Linked DNA regions of Sus scrofa: region 2 is linked to region 1. A link is a contact called in public Hi-C data. All regions are on one chromosome and are shown on one strand. The core of a region is the stretch at or near the end of the contact, and the rest is flanking DNA. Distances in the headings are between cores, read along the strand shown.

The links. Hi-C and Micro-C count contacts between places; a contact is called where the count stands out from the background.
Region 2: a Hi-C map of embryonic fibroblasts shows a contact between it and region 1, with 4 times the contacts expected there. The contact joins two enhancer-like sites. A contact is called at or near these places in 1 of 5 promoter capture datasets (liver), 31 of 47 Hi-C or Micro-C datasets (alveolar macrophages, blood, brain and 14 more) and 2 of 2 datasets of contacts at active chromatin or transcription factors (alveolar macrophages and skeletal muscle).

The regions. Positions count from the first base shown.
Region 1 is chr1:162,064,457-162,069,647 of Sscrofa11.1, forward strand. No RefSeq gene overlaps it. Among named protein-coding and RNA genes, the nearest start is that of MALT1, 78 kb to the right of the region's middle. Within about 2 kb of position 2,060, at least 6 of the 83 cell types and tissues checked have an H3K27ac peak or open chromatin away from gene starts, as enhancers often do. A contact at or near this core is called in embryonic fibroblasts, where this site is marked.
Region 2 is chr1:162,256,951-162,262,141 of Sscrofa11.1, forward strand. All of the region lies in intron 5 of ALPK2 (alpha-protein kinase 2), which reads left to right. Among named protein-coding and RNA genes, the nearest start is that of MIR122, 70 kb to the right of the region's middle. Within about 2 kb of position 3,156, at least 34 of the 83 cell types and tissues checked have an H3K27ac peak or open chromatin away from gene starts, as enhancers often do. A contact at or near this core is called in embryonic fibroblasts, where this site is marked.

The DNA.
Region 1 (5,191 bases), core at 810-3,309:
CTTTGCCACATGTCCCCATCTCCTTTCCAAACGGAGTTCTGGGTGCGCTGCCCCATCTCTGTCCCCCCTCATTCCAAGAGTCTCTGAACAGCTTGCCCACCCCAGGTTGTTTCCGCCTGATCCCGCAGCCAGACTGAATTTCCAGAATGTTGTTAAGGTGATGCTATCCTGCCCTTGTCTGACCCCCCTTCAAAGTCAGCCAGTTGCCAAGAGGGTGATGACAAAACAACATGGAATACAAAGCCCACCCTGGTCTTGTTCCTGACTTTCTGTCCATGTTTAACGCCTACCTTACCTCCTCTTGTCTGACAGCTTCCTGCCATTCAAACAAGACGCAGGTCTCTGTTGCCAAACAGCCTGGATCCCTAGACCAGCTGTGCTATTCATTAGCTGACCTTGGGCCAGTTACCTCTCTGTCTCGATTTCCTCATCTGTAAAATGGGGATGATAAGAGTAATAATATGCTTCCTAGGGGGTGTCTTAACGTAAATGATACAATTCGTGTAAAGCACTTAGAACAGTATATGGCACATGGTAGGCACCTTATAAGTTTATTAGTATTTGTTGAAAATCTTGATTTTCAACGAATAATAATTATTTTTGTCCTTTTTGGGCCACACCCACAGCATATGGAGGTTCCCAGGCTAGGGGTCAAATTGGAGCTGCAGCTGCCAGCCCACACCACAGCCTCAGCAGTGTGGGATCTGAGCCGCATCTGTGACCTACACCACGGCTCATGGCAACGCCGGATCCTTTACCCACTGAGCGAGACCAGAGATCAAACCCGCATCTTCATGGATCCTAGTAGGGTTCGTTTTCGCTGAGCCACATCGGGAACTCCTAAATTTTTTTTCTTATGAACATATTTCTGTTTTAAATTTTGAGATCCCCTCTGTTCTCCCATTTCATCTGACATAGCTTGGACTTGAGGGGGTGTACTTCTGGCTTTAGGCCAGGAGGGGGCGCGAGAGACTGATACAGAAACATGTCAACTCCAATAGAAACCAGAGCCGTGATTGCGCTCAGGACCTGCTCTGCCCCCTCTCCTGTCATCAGTGTCCTTCCAAAGGCAGGTTGGGGCTGGAGTCTGACGGAGGGTTGGTTCGCCTGTGAGCTGCTAATCTATTCATTTCCTAGGGCTGTCATAACCAATGATCACTTAATTGGTGTCTTAAAACAACAGATATTTATTTTCTCCCAGTTCTAGAGACCAGAAATCTCAAACTAGTTTACTGGGCGGAAATTAAGGTCTTGGCCGGTTCATTCTCCCTTGGAAGGTTCTAGGGGAGAATCCTTCCTCGCCTTTCCGGTTTGTGCCTGCCTCTTCACACGGCCTTCTCTGTGCCCTTGTCTTCTCTTCTCTTAGAAAGACCCTCATCCTTGGATTAGGGGCCACCCTCACCCAGGATGATCTTGTGTTCAGATCCTGAACTTAATTACATCTGCTAGGATCCTATTTCCAAATAAGGTCCCAGCCACATGTTCTGGGGGGTTAGGAGATTTTTTTTTTTTTTTTTTTGGCAGGGGGGTACCATTCAACCCTCTAAACCTTTCTTTTCTCTGCAGTTTAATGACCTTTTGGGTGGCCCACATTTTATTTTGGTGAAACTGTTAGTAACAGGTACTGAGTTTTTACTATATGCCTGCCTTATTTGTTCTCTCAAGTACCCTGTGGTAGACGATACTGTTCACAAAGGCGAGAATTGAAGCTTCAGGGTAAGTAGGCTGCAGAGCTGGTCTTTGAACCCAGGGAGGCTGCCCTCTTCATCTCAGGATGCCTCTTCTTGGTAGGATCATGTTTCTATCAGGAAGCTTCCTGCAGTTAGAAGAATCTGAGTGGCTAAAGAAATCTGAGGTTTTGAGTTCCCTGGTGGCCTAATGGTTAAGGAATTGGGATTGTCACTTTTGTTGCTCAGGTTTGATCCCTGGCCCAGGAACTTCAGCATGCCAAAAAAAGAAAGAAAGAAAAAAAGTAATCTGAGGTCTTGTTCTAGAGTGTAGGTTGTAGTTCCCCAGCTTAAACACTCTGACCCTGGAGCATGAGTCAGCAGCAACAGCTCAGAGAGTGAAGGAGAATGCAGAACATGCGAGCCAGCTCATACATATCTCCTGTAGAAGCTGCCCTCCGCCTCCGAGTGAGTGCAGTGTCCTGGATTTCAAGCTGCATGTGTGCCAGCCTGGAGATGATGCTTCAGGGCAGAAGGCAGCCACTCAGAGCTACAGCTGCCAGCAGAGCCCACCTGGGTCATCGGCCTGCACGTGGATGGTGTGCAGGTGTGCTGGGGGTACCACGTGCAGAACCTGTTCACCTTCCTGAACCAGTTCCATGGGTGGAATCTGTGGGAGCCAGGCTTCTAGGAGGCGCCTCTCTTGTTCTTCCACAGAGGGCAGAACCTGCACTGGGTGCTTGTGGGCCCTGTGCTTAGAAAGCTGGCTGAGCTCAGGCAGTGTTGGAACAATGGGGGTCCCACTGCTTCTTCTCCAGCTTGCGGCAGGTCATCCATGAGGGCAAGGAGAAGCCTGAGGTGGCCCTGGGTGCAGATGCTGAGGATGTGGAGGGCCTTCAGGGATGTGTAACTGATTCCTAAAGGGGACTCTGGAGACCCCCATCTTCCCATTTCAGTGCCCCGGGCATCTGGAGGATAGGCTCAGAGCTTCTGCAGACTCAGGCAGCAGCATCTACTAATAGTGCCCCCCCCCTTTTAATGGCTGCATCCATGGCATATGGAAGTTCCCGGGCCAGAGAATGAATCTGAACCATAGCTGCGACCTACCCCACAGCTGCAGCAATGCCAGATCCTTTAACCCAGTGCCTCTGCAGTGACCTGAGCTGCTGCAGTCGATTTCTTAACCCACTGCACCACAGCGGGACCCATAGTGTCCCTTTAAAGAGGCATTTTGAAAGCTAGCTGCCCCTGTGGCCCAGCCAGACACCAACACCACCCCCCATCACTCACCCACGAGGACTGGTTAGCTTTCTTCTCCCTTCCTCTCTTCATTATTTGGTGACATTCTTTTCAGTCTGTCATGTGCTTTCTACAGTCCCCGGCCCTCTCTGCTGGCCAGCCCCAGCTTGGGCCTTGGTCACCCATGGTGGCCGCAACTGCCAACAAGGGACCAGGGCACGAAAATGAGGGTAAAGGTAGTCTGGAGAGTCGCACCACCACGTCGACACATCTTGGGTCAGCCCTGAGGTGTGTGAAGTCCATGAACAGGGCTAGGATGGCCTCCAGACCAGCAAGGTGAGCCTCAAGCCACCCAGGTGTTCCTACAGCTAAAGCTCCTCTGTCAGAAAGGAGCATTGGCAGTAGATGCAGGGTCTTTTGCTGGAAGCCAAGCCTCACTGGTGAGGTTGGCCATTGACATGGATGTCTGGGTAGCTTAGCCAGCATCCCTGACCACTGGACCTGTTGGAGTGCCTGTCTTCCTTACAAGGCGCTGTGACTGGGCTTTGGCCTTCTGCACAGGTGTGCTTCCAGGGAGGGCGCATATAAGCGTGCTGACCCCAGCGTGTCCCTCACTTTGCCTTGCTGGTGGGAATGCCACCACAGAGGTCAGGTGATCCCAAAGTGTAAAATCATGTTTTAAAAAACTCAACACCTAGTTGGCACTGACTGATTCCAATGGGAAGGTATCATATGGTGTTTTGCCTGGTTAACACCACCTACCAGGGAGCCACGTCTTGAATGACAGCATTGATTTCAAGTCTGAGTTTTGTGCTGTTTGCTGAAACTGCTGGTCGGCACCTGTGTGGCCTTTTCTTGCCATAAGCAGCCCAAGCTGACTGGCTACTGAACTCCTTCCCTTAATGGGGAGGCTGGAAGCCCTCAAGCTCAGTGGGATTTTTCCTCCCCTTCTTTCTCAGCTCTGTAGTCTGCTCCAGTCACCTAGCATCCGGGGAATGGCGGGGTGTGTGTATGAATGAGGGGGGTGGCTACCCTAGCAGTGGTGGGGTCTAGTGAGCAGAGACTAGATCCATCGCTTTTGACTGAGAAGCTTTTTATGCAAACCAAAGCTTACATGGAAGATGCAGCATTTTATGTGCTGAGCTACTTCAGGTGAAACAGAGCTGGGGAGCCCCAGTCCCACGCTGCCAGAGAGAAGCTGCTCAGAACAGCTTGAAAGGCACTGGCCTCAGGTGTGATATCAGCTGTTAGGACAGATAATTGGGAAGGGAGACAAAGCCACCTACCCATGCTGAGCATAGAACAGAGGACCCTGAGGTCAGAGGGTGATGTTGGAACCCCAGTGTGGCAGCAAGATACATATTATAAAAATGATCAGTCTTTGAGGAAGGCACTTAATTTTCATAATACAAAAGTGACAATTCTGCACAAAGTTGAATGTGGTAAAAAGTAAAGCCAATGAAAATACTTTAAACAAATATTTCTAAACACCTTTCCCTGTCAGAAGACTGTTGAGCCAAATACAGCAACATTACTAAATTTAGGTCAACTCCTTTGGAAATTTTTGGAATGTGACCTGTGACTTTTACCCTGAGAGATGGTAAAGTACTTTCTCCTTTGAGAAAAATGTTTCAATTTTTTTTTTTTTTTTTTTTTTTTTTGTCTTTTTGCCTTTTCTAGGGCTGCTCCTGCAGCATGTGGAGATTCCCAGGCTAGGGGTCTAATCGGAGCTGTGGCTGCCAGCCTATGCATCGATATTTAGTACTGATATTAGTATTCTTAATATCAGTAAAAAAACCCTTAGAGTTAGTTTTAGGACACTTTGTTTTGACAGCATGAAGTATAGAATGTGTCAATGAGATTGTTGATAAAGCTGAAGTCTAAATGATTTGACTCTTGCAAAATGATTTTTTTTTTTTTTTTTTTGTCTTTTTGCCTTTTCTTGAGTTGCTCCCGAGGCATATGGAGGTTCCCAGGCTAGGGGTGGAATCAGAGCTGTCTCCACTGGGTTACGCCACAGCCACATCAATGCAGGATCTGAGCCACATCTGTGATCTATACCACAGCTCATGGCAACGCCAGATCATTAACTCACTGAGGGAGGCTAGGGATCGAACCTGCATCCTCATGGGTCCAAGTCAGATTCGTTTCTACTGCGCCACCAGGGGAAATCCAAACAAAGATTTTTATCTTTTAGACACGATGTTTAATACTCCATTAAATAGGAGCATTTACTATCAGCCTGCTTCTCATAGATCCAGCATTTCTTGTTGAACAAAGATTGC
Region 2 (5,191 bases), core at 1,906-4,405, 190 kb after region 1:
CCTAAGAGGGTTATCCTGAAACAGGATTATAACCCCTGTTGGCTGGCGGCTTTGTGCCTCCCAGGAGGGCCTGGAAGGGGAAATACTGATCCTGGATGACGAGGGTGTTTCAAGGTCAGGTCTTAGGATTGGGATCTTCAATGACGGTCCCCCACTTGATTGGTTTAACATTCAAAGTTTCAAGTGAAGCGCCTTTCTGGGCATCCGGGCCACTCCTAAAAATAAACTCAAGTTCTTGAAATATTCCAGTTTGCCTTTAAGCTTTCGTTGGCTGGAGACCGGGCTATTTTCAGTCTCGGAGCCCCAGGTGGTATGGATTTGATCTATCGAATGACAAATGACCAAATGACGCTGTGCCCTGTAGTGAGGGCTCAGCAGATATTTAGGAAAGGTCAGCCGTGGGTGAGGCCGTGGCGAGCAGGGTTGGCTGGGGAGTGGGGACGCTCCCATTTGAAGATTCCTGGAACCACTGGGGGAAAATGTGTAGACAACCGTTGAAGACTGAGGCTCAACAAATACTAGATACCAATGAAGAATTATCTAGTCTAGATAAAGAGGAAAGAACATTCAAAGAATACCTAAAAAGGAACAGGAGTTAGAACTTGTCCCATGAGAGGACATGGTGGCTCATGGCACCAATGGCCACCTGAAGCAAAGGGTGAAATGGCTTAATTCTCCGGGCTCTGGGTGGTTGGCTGTGGCTTTTAGAACCATGGCCTCTCCTTCGATCCATCTTCTCACATTTCCCCATCCTCTCCCAACCTCTTCTACTTCAAGTTCACCTTGCCCCAGGCCCTATTGATCCCTTGGCATGTTGACAAGCTCCTGAATCTCCAGCCCAAGAGCCACACCCGGTGCCCTTGGTACCACTGTCCTTCAAAGTCATCCTGCCTGAGCTGCCCAGCACCTCCCGAAGGCTCTAGGTGAACCTCACATGCCTTTTCCTTCATCCACAGCCATGTGCTCTCCTCTTGTTTCCATTAGGAAAGCTTTTAGCTGCAGCTAACAGAATTGCCAACTCCCAGTGGCCTCAAACCGAAGGACTTTTGTTCACTTCACAAAAAGGCTGGGGGTAGAAGACCTGGGTGCTCCAGTGGCTGAGGGAGGCTGCCTGTCAGCTCTCTAGTCTGTCCTCTGCTCCACCAGCCACAGCGTTGCTGGCTTTTCATTCTTGTGCTGTTTTGTTTGCCTTAGGACTGGAAGATGCATCATATCTTCACAGGAAGAAGGAAGGGGGGTAGGCGAAGTCTGCACCATATCTATTTTATATGTCTACATAAAAAGCAAAGCTTCTCTGGATGTTCCTTGGTGGAATTCCCCCTGTCTCACTAGCTGACCCCTTGGCCCCTTCTAGCTATGCAGGAGGCTAGGAAGATCTGTGGCTTTCCAGGCTTTCTGCTTGGAGGTGTCAAGGGAGAAAGGGGATTGGGGATGCTGTTGAATTAGTTAACTCCTTTCCACTCTAATCATAGAAGAACATTCCTGAGACAGTACTGAAATAGCCAAGAATCACCTAAACATTTTTTTTTTTTTTTTTTTTTTTTTTTTTTTAGCTATTTCTTGGACCACTCCCGTGGCATATGGAGGTTCCCAGGCTAGGGGTCTAATCGGAGCTGTAGCCACCCGCCTACGCCGGAGCCACAGCAACGCGGGATCCGAGCCGCGTCTGCAACCTACACCACAGCTCACGGCAACGCCAGATCGTTAACCCACTGAGCAAGGGCAGGGACCGAACCCACAACCTCATGGTTCCTAGTCAGATTCGTTAACCACTGAGCCACGACGGGAACTCGCACCACGACGGGAACTCCCACCTAAACATTTATACATAGAATGTGAGAGCAGCCTCATGGTTTTGCCCTGCAGGGATCTTAGCTACTGAGTGGAAGAGTATTTAGCTGCGACCTTCTCCCCACCACCGGAGCAGCTCTGCTCGTTAATGTCTATCCTTTTAGCCACTAGCACAGCTTGGCAAGAATGGCTATTTATCTTTTCCACGTACATCTTGTCTCTGCAGCTGGATTGCAAGCTATCTGAGAAGGAGGGATCTTATCCACCTTCTATTGTCAGCTACTCAAATTAGTGTCATGCCCTTGGTGGCATCCAGGACACTCCCACTAATGAAGATAAGCCTGCACTTCAGGGGGTGGGTGAAGAGACGACACACCTTCATGGGCTTGGGGGTGGGGGGGGCATGCTTAGGCAGAATTTTTGGAAAGGCCAACAGATAGAAACAAGGTGCTTGGAGAATCAGGCATGTTGGACAGATGGGGCGGGAGACCTTTGTGCAAGCAGAGTGTTTTCAAGCTTAACGCTGCTTTCAAAACAACAGGTTTGGAAGTATTGCTAAATCTGGACTACCCTTCCCTCTCCTGTACTCATTCATCTGTATATTCATTCAGCAATATTAGGTCCTTAGTATGTCCTAAAGTTCTAAAAATTCAAGTAACACAATCCTGTCCTCAGCTTGGGAGGAAGCCAATAAACACATGGTCATGTTGGGTGGAATAAGGACCATTATAGTTGTAAAACCAACGTGTCTCAAGAACTCAGGTGTCCTGGGTTTAAATGAGGGTGTTCCCAGCCCTTCAGTGGGATTTTCTTTTAATTACTCTTGTTAGAAAGCCCGAGTTGAAAGGCCTTTTGAGCCAGATAGACTTAGCTTTAAATCCTGGCTCTGCCATTGACTATGGGGACCCTGGGGAGATATTTCTAACCCTGACATCAGTGATCTCAAGGCCAGTTCTTAATTACTGCCTCTCAGTTCCAAAAACACCCTTCAGTATGTGCTTGGTGATAACAGAATTCCATTCCCATCCCTCCTTTTCGATGTGACGCTCGGCAGAGGGTGTGGGCGGAAGAGGAGTCCTTTTCTTCTCAGCAGTGCTTGTGGGGTCAGGGAGATGAGGGTGGAGGTCATCCCATAGAGGCTGCCCAGCCACAGAGCCCGGAACATGGTCCATCTGCAGCCTGGTAGCCTTGGCCTAATGATAACCTTCCTGTAGCCCTCGACTCAGAAACCACAGCTTCGCGTGGCCAGCCTACTTAGGGCTTCCTGCCAACACCAATATCCAGACTCCTTCCACCAGCCCCCACAAGGGCTATATATGGGCTGTCGTTCCCTCTCCCTACCCCCACTGCGTGTCGCTCACCCGCTCTGTCAAGCCTCTGCTGGTCCCCGACTCCCACTGTACGACTGCACGCTGGGTGCTGACCGCTGGCTTCCTGCCTTCACACAGAAAGGTGGTGTACTGCTCACCCAGCAATTCCAGACCAGCTCTGGCCTCGCCATCTCATCAAACTTCTGCTGTTGGATGGCCTGGTTATACCTCCAGCTAGGTCTGTGCCCCTTCCAGGTGGTCCCTCCTTGGGACCCCACCTCCCTTAGTGCACCTTTAGGCTTTCCTGGTACATTGCAGTTATCCTATTGCAGTTAGCAATTCCTAATGCTCAGCTTCCCTTACTTACCGGGGTTTCTGTTTTGTGATTGGAGCCAGGCTCTTGACCTCATCAGTAAAGAAGAGATGCTAGTATCAGTATTTCAGACTTATTATATCATGAGTGAACATAAAGCCCCAAAAGCACACTGCTCTGCTCATTGGAGTTGGCTCCGTTTTCTGCCTTAGCCCCTACTGTCTTTTCACAGAACAAGGGAAACGAGTGTCAGTGAGTGCCAGAGTGCTGACGTGCGTGTGGTTAGTCTTAGAGGAAGAGACAGAGGGTCACAGAGGCTAAAGAGATTACTTGGGGTCATGCATGCAATATGGGCTGAAGCAGGTGGCCAGTGCTGAGTCCCCACACTTTGCTGGGTGTTTCCACCTAGAGCCCTAAACCCTCCTCCCCTGCACCTGAATGAGAATAATTTTCCTACCCAACAAAGCCACCTGAGTTCTGCCACTCACTCCATGAGAATAGCTGAGCAGTAAGAGAATCATTTGCTGGAGTTCATGATGATTTAACTAAGCTCTCTCCCTGAGAGAAAAGGTCTGACTCATTTGAAATGTGTGAGTCTTGTGGTTTCCCTTTCTGAGTTGGCCTCCAAGGAGCCTGGCCTTGGAACTAATGCCTTGAGCCTTGGCAAGTAAGTATTGCGCTGTTAAAGGCTCCACTTCAAGCAAATCCCATTGGTGACCATCACATTTTATGGAATTTCACATCTGCAGTGGACCAACCAGTAAGGCTTGTTGCTGGAACCTCACTTCCAAAAGGCCAGCTGTCTTGGTGATGCTCACTGATGCTTCCCAGTCCTTAGCACAGAGCTTAGCATATATGGTAGATGCTCAGTAAATACTCAAGTGGATGAGTTGTCCATGGTCAAGGATTCACCATATTTCTTCCTCCATGGGGCTTCACTGGGCTCCTTTAAAGTCGGAGTTTATAGAGAAGGGGGAGGAAGGAGCAAACCTTAGTAGGAACACCACTGCTTTGTAAATCAAGGCACAATACCATGGCTGTGACAGTCCAGTGACCAAGCCACACTAATCAAAGCTTACCTGTCCTGTGTTTTGTCCTCTGCAGACTAGTCTGATAGGCTAGTAAGCAGTATTGGGTGGGCGACATCCAGGCAAATAGGGGACTTTTAATTTGAGCCCTTTGCCAAGCACTTGACAGTTTTTTCCAGAGAATTCTACACATGGCAGCTAGTCCATAAATGTTTGGCACTGATGCTGTGATGATGGCAAGATCTTAAAATAACGACTGACATAGGCAGTGGAAATTCAGGCAGGGGAGGAAACCTCAGAGGGTTGTGGTGTTTTCAACCAATCTTCCTGCACAGCTCAAATCATGTCCAGGAAGCTACCCAAACTTTGTATGTATAATGGTCAATAGATGTGTACTACAGCTCATTATATATATATATATATATATATAAATGAACCAAATTAATAAAGGAAAAACCTCTACCTATTCAGGTGTAGAAGTGAAGCCATGTACACATTAAACTCCTGGACAGCTTAGACCTTTCTCAGAAATTTTCCCTTTTCCATTTTAAAATGATGGGGAAAAAACAGTAAACAATGTTTCTTAGAGTACCAAGATGTGAACCAATTGTGACCCTGCTTATGGTTAGAAGTCTCTTAAGATCTGTCCCAAAGACAGCAGATAAAAGCCCAAACCCTCAAATTCGGAGGTTTAATGGATGACACTGGGTAGACTTGACTCAACTGGTCCATGCTTCATTTACTCATTC